Linked DNA regions of Macaca mulatta: region 2 is linked to region 1. The links are chromatin contacts, called in public Hi-C maps. All regions are on one chromosome and are shown on one strand. Each heading gives the region's core, a stretch centred on a gene start, on an enhancer-like site or on the middle of the called end of the contact. The rest is flanking DNA. Distances are from core to core; before and after follow the strand shown.

Region 1 (2,880 bases), core at 274-2,773:
CTTTCAATTGTGAGAACACTGAGATTCCTTTGAGTTTGGGACTCTGTCAAATGCCTGTATGTGAAGTCCCAAGCGGATGCGCCCAGGCATTCGGGTCGTCACTCCCCCTTTCTCCTTATACACAGCTCACAGTATAGCGTGTTTGCTTTCACTGCACACTACCGTACTGAACTCCTGTGCATTGGCTGTGCACCGGTCTCCTTCAGACAGCCCCTCTTACACATAATGGCGGACACAGCCACCCACACCAAGTTTCTCTTTTCCAGACATGGTGAGTGAGGTTCTTGCACCATCCACCCAACGTCTGCGTGGTGCTTCACGCTGCTGGACTGCCTCTCAGGACTCACGTGAGGTCTCAATGGCACGCGGCAATGGGGCTACTCATTCCTTCTACTGGAAATCTACCTTTTAAAATTACCTCTGCCAAGCAATAGATCCCAGAGCTCCTTCACGTGACTTTTTGCTCAGGTACTTCTCTTTGTCCGTGAAAAACTAACTTTGGTAGACTTATAGGCAGGTTTTAACATTTTCTCGTGATTGTATGTTTTTGATAATCCAGTCGAATGGTGTTGAATCTCATCTAGATGTTAGCTAGCTACAGACCCTGTTTCATTCTTTATGAAAATTTGATAGTGCACCGTTTCCATCAGCAGCCAAGTCGCCAAAACCCCATAATTGCTCTCCTTTTCTTCAGCTGTATCCTGTTTTAAAATCCTCTAATTCACCATTCCTTTCCTTCAAAGTTCAGCCATATCAGAGTAAGCACTTCTCACAATGACCAGAGTTTTCTAATTATTCGTTATTGAGATATTTAAAGAAATGCAAAATTGGCATTTTTATTTTGCTAACTGTATTTTTATCCACACAACTACAGTTTCCCCCCCCGCCAAGAATCAAAGGTCGAGAATGCTGTAAAAACGGATCTTTGCTCATCTAAGAGGAATGGCCCACAATCGAAGCGAACGCTCATCCCCGCCAGGTCCGCATCCCTGGGCCCACGCCGTCAGGCCCCACGCACCGGCGCGCGCTGTCAAAGGCGCTTCCTCCCTGGAACGCGGGATTCCGGGGACAGTGTGTGCACCCAAGTTTAAAAGTTGTCACACTCTTGTTGGAAAGAAATGGAAACATCACCAGCAGGAGGGTGGCCACTGAAGACTCCCGCCCACACCAGCTGGCAACCAAAGGCGCTTGCGGGGATCTACGGACCGACCTTTAATTCAACACAAGCCCCCCAAGCTCTGCGGCCTTAAAACAACACCCGCCCGGCCGGTGCGGAGTTCCCGCCACCTCCACGCCTGCCTGGCCCGTGACTCGAGACCCTGGCGGCGGGCCGGGCTCCCTCCGCCTGAGCAGGGACCCGACGAGCGCATCCCACGACCCTCAGCAGCAGTTGCAGGCCTGGCAGACCTGCACCCCATGCACACCCAGACAGCCGCGTTCCCGCCGCGGGGCTGGGCGAGGCCCGCGGCGCCTGCGCACTCGGTGACCGGGCCGCCCTGCGCCTCCGTGCGCACGCAGCACCACGTGACCCACTGCCCGTACCCAAGATGGAGGCAACGGCGAGGCCTGGCCAGCTCCCCGCCTCAGCCTGCACCCCATTGTGTGCCCTCTAAGCGCGAATTAGGCTCGCAGACACGCGGTGCTGACCGCTAGGTAGCCATGCGGGCTACCGAGTGGGACTAGACACGGCCGGGGCCCGTGTTTACGGTCACTACTGGCTCCGGGTCTCTGCGCCTCCTCAACCGCGAAGCACCCAGCGGCTGGCGCCTGGAGCGTCTTTTGGTACGCCCCGCCCCCTAGAATTGACAGCTCCAGGAGCCAATGAGGTCCAGGATGCGTGCGGGGAGGCGGGCAGGGGTGGAGCCTCTCCGCCGCTCACGGGGCGTCCGGCCCCGCGGTTGGGCAGCCGCGGGGCGAGGGGTGGGAGCAGACGGGCCGTGCGCAGGTTTCAACGGACCAATGGAAGGCCGGCCAGGCGCCCGGGGCGGGCGGGCGGGAGGCGGGGCCGAGCCGTAATTGACGAGCTCTTCATTAGAAACCAGGCGGGAGGGCGGGGCCCATATGGGGAGGTGACGCAAGGCTGCCGCAGCCAGTGGTTGCCGAGCCGCCGGCGGGCGGGGCGGGGCCGGGTCGGCTGACGGGCGTGCAGGGTGGCCTATCGCCGCCCGGCTCGACGCTGGAGGGGGGAGAAGCATCATGGTTCAACGTGGGTCAATTTTTTGTGAATGAGGAGGGGAGGTTGTGGGGCCGCCGCCGCGGAGCACCGTCCCCGCCGCCGCCCGAGCCCGAGCCCGAACCCGCGCGCCCGCCCGCGCCGCCGCCGCCGCCGCCGCCCGAGCAGCCTCCCAGCCTGGGCCCCCGGCGGCGCCGCGGCCGCGTCCCGGCTGTCGCCGCCCGAGCCCGAGCCCGCGCGCCGGCGGGTGGCGGCGCAGGCTGAGGAGATGCGGCGCGGAGCGCCCGAGCAGGGCTAGAGCCGGCCGCCGCCGCCCGCCGCGGTAAGCGCAGCCCCGGCCCGGCGCCCGCGGGCCATTGTCCGCCGTCCGCCCCGCGCCCCGCGCAGCCTGCAGGCCTCGGAGCCCGCGGCAGGTGGACGCCGCCGGTCCACACCCGCCCCGCGCGCGGCCGTGGGAGGCGGGGGCCAGCGCGGGCCGCGCGCCGTGGGACCCGCCGGTCCCCAGGGCCGCCCGGCCCCTTCTGGACCTTTCCAGCCGCGCCGCGAGGCGGCCTCGCCCGCCGGGGCGGGGGCGCGGGGGTGGGCACGGCAGGCAGCGGCGCCGTCGCCCGGTGCCGGGCCCGCGCCCCCCGAACAGGTGGGCTCCGGGCCGCCGGGAGTGAGGGCGGGGGCGGGCGGGCGCCGGGGCCGGGCGGGCGCCGTTTATG
Region 2 (2,880 bases), core at 229-2,728, 590 kb before region 1:
TATGGTATCCTTGTTTGTTAGTATTAGCTACTGCTGGGCATCATATGACATCTCACAAACTTACCGAGACAAGGGATTTTGTCTGACTTGACCTCTCTGTGGTAACAGTGTCATTTTCTAAACACGGTGTGAAATGTGTGTTGATTCGATTCTGCACCGTTTGTGTAGTTATTTAGTTATGCACTTATCAGAGCATAGAGAAGGATCCTGTAATTCCCCCGTAGTGTATCAATTACAGCATTCAGTTGTTTTCATCTAGCTCACTATGAATGGTTTTGTCCTTTTTTCTCCTGATATTTTGCCTTTCTTCCTCCCCAAAGATGTTTCGTAAGTTTACAATATCAATTGTGTTTATTTTCATTTGAGTACCATTTGTCAATTGAGGGACTCAAGTGATAATTATGACCAATTTTCTAACATAATTATTGTAAACATGCCATTTACCAGTGACATTCATTTTATCCAGAACCTGACCAAATTATTGGTTTAGAACATTTCTGCACCATCTCAGTTACGTGTTGCCAGTGTCTAATTATGTGTATGTGTATAGCTATGCTTGTGCTGAGAGGCAGTAATTGTATTTTTCAGTCTTATTCATATCCACATCCCTAACTGACTGGCGCCTGCCTGGGCTGGTTTCGGTCCAGTCAGGACCTCCGACGACACGTCAGGCCTCCAGCTGTGCGGGCTCCTCGCAGACCATCGCTGCCTCTCCAGAGCCCAGAGCTTCACACCCACCCTCTTTTGCTTGATTGCTAAGAATTTTACATGACTCCTGGAGCACATCTTTTTAACATGAAATTTCAGTGCTACAGAAACTGTAGCATGTGAGTTTGGTATCAGAAGTACAGTGTTTCAGATAGAACTTTGCAATTCAGGAGAAACTGAAAAATAGGGTTTCGAAATGTTATAGGACAAAGTGCTGACATTCTGTTAATTGTGAAACAGCTTGAGTCATAAAACACAATTTACAATTTTATTCCTTTTTGCGTCTTCCTGCCTTACTCTTTTGTTTTAAAATATGTGACAGAACACCTCATATCGTAACCAAGCTCTAGTATATTTTATCTTCTTATTTAGACACTGACTTATGATATTAAAAGGATACGTTATCCTCAATCAGTTTTGAATTCTTCATAATGAAGCTAAGTGCTTTGTGAAGAGAATATTTTCTTTCACTGCCTTTTGCTTCCTGAGTCATAAAATGATTCCTTGTGTCTTTATTACTTAAATCTAGAAGTTTACTGGAGATATACCATAGACTCTTTCTAGTAGTCGTCATTAAGCTCATAGCAATAAATTGAAAGGGTAGTTTGGTTAGGTATAAATAAATTGTAGAATCATTGCAGCAGATTCTTTTTTTAATCTTCAAAAATAGTTGGAAGCGTACTTGTTAAAAGATTTTCTGGGGCTACATGTAATGTTGCCAAACTAAGCATAGATGGCGCTGTTGCTTTCTCTACTACACATGCTCCAGGCCACTGATTGCTTTCATATTTTCTAGCATTTTCTTAGGTTTTTCAAACTGTAAAGAAAACCATGTCACCTCCCTGCATTGATATTTGTTAACATTTAAAATATGAACTTCATTTTTAATTGGAATTTCTTATTGTGAGATCACTTCAAAAGTTATCCTTATATTTGAGTTAACAGTAAGAAGATACGTAGTTGTAGATTATTGACACATGCATGGAAGCGTTTAGATAGAATGCAAAAGAAAAGCTAGCAGCAGTTTCCTCTGGAGAGGGAACTTGTAGTCTTACAATTAATGCAGTCTTACAAAATATGGCATCTTTATGCCCTTCACACGCTTTCTGTTTTGCTTGCTTTTTAAAAAAAAATATTTGAATATCTTTTGGCAAGTAAAACCAACTTAATACTAAAACTAAGAAAATGATCTTATCTGTAAGTGTGTACATTACAGCCATGTGCCTACCCGTGTGGAAACGCACATAAATACGCTTAGGAAAGCAAACGATCGTTGGTATCCTGGCAGCAGTTTCTTGGGGGGGGGGGGGCGTTTACATTATTGGATCACCAACCATGTACGAGCAACACAGTTTTTACTAGGATGCTGCTGATGCTATACCTACCGTCCACTCATCTTCAGCTTGCCACAGATCCGCAGCTCTGTGGCTGTCTGTGAAAGCATGATTCATGGCTCCTGTGAGCCTTCGGTTCTGGTCAGGTTGTTCTGTTTGTGGGAGAGCCTACCTGGGTACCGTGGGGAATAGGCCTTGGGTTTACTTAGTGGACCTGGACTGTCTCACAAAGTCTGGCCGAGAGCCAGATACACTCACATAATTTCCATTTGAACCATTACAAATGAGAAACGTCTCCTGCTTTTATAACTCAGTAATGGGAATGTGGCTGTTGAAAATAATTATTTTCTTTGTTTTGAGCCCTTAAGAAAAGAGACTTTATTTTAATGTTTTTTTTTTTTCCCCCGAAAGCTCAAGAAATGCTTTTTATCTTTAAGTTTAGTGGTTATATTCGGACTATATTTAATTTAAAATAAGCAAATTGTAACAAAGTATAAATATTTTATCATTCAGCACAATGAAATGATAAAGCTAAGAGACTATCCTATGATTTGTGTATTTATTGGTGCCAAGAAAAGTGGAGAATTAAACCTTTTACAAGCCGTGGTACGACAGACCATCCTATGTCGGCCTCAGCGTACAGAACAGATCTGTAAGACACTGGCTGCAACTGCAGAGAGACTGAAGCTACTCACCGTTCCTGCCCCAAGATCCACTCATCTGGAAAATTGTTAATGGGGGCATGCTTTGTGTGTAGCACTGTCATATAACCATTTGCTTCTAGCTTTTGATTCCTGCTATTCCTGTGTTTAAAGCATACTTTGTCTCCTTTTTCTAT

What was found. Hi-C and Micro-C count contacts between places; a contact is called where the count stands out from the background.
Region 2: a Hi-C map of fetal cortex germinal zone shows a contact between it and region 1, with 5 times the contacts expected there. The contact joins the enhancer-like site here to the promoter of HDAC4 in region 1. A contact is called at or near these places in 2 of 14 Hi-C or Micro-C datasets (fetal cortex germinal zone and liver).

The regions. Positions count from the first base shown.
Region 1 is chr12:144,647,839-144,650,718 of T2T-MMU8v2.0, reverse strand. It overlaps HDAC4 (histone deacetylase 4), which reads left to right and starts at 1,523. Exons shown (of 27, transcript XM_077956679.1): 1 at 1,523-1,782.
Region 2 is chr12:145,240,724-145,243,603 of T2T-MMU8v2.0, reverse strand. The region is part of intron 8 of NDUFA10 (NADH:ubiquinone oxidoreductase subunit A10); the gene reads left to right. Among named protein-coding and RNA genes, the nearest start is that of NDUFA10, 33 kb to the left of the region's middle. Within about 2 kb of position 1,478, at least 9 of the 40 cell types and tissues checked have an H3K27ac peak or open chromatin away from gene starts, as enhancers often do. A contact at or near this core is called in fetal cortex germinal zone, where this site is marked.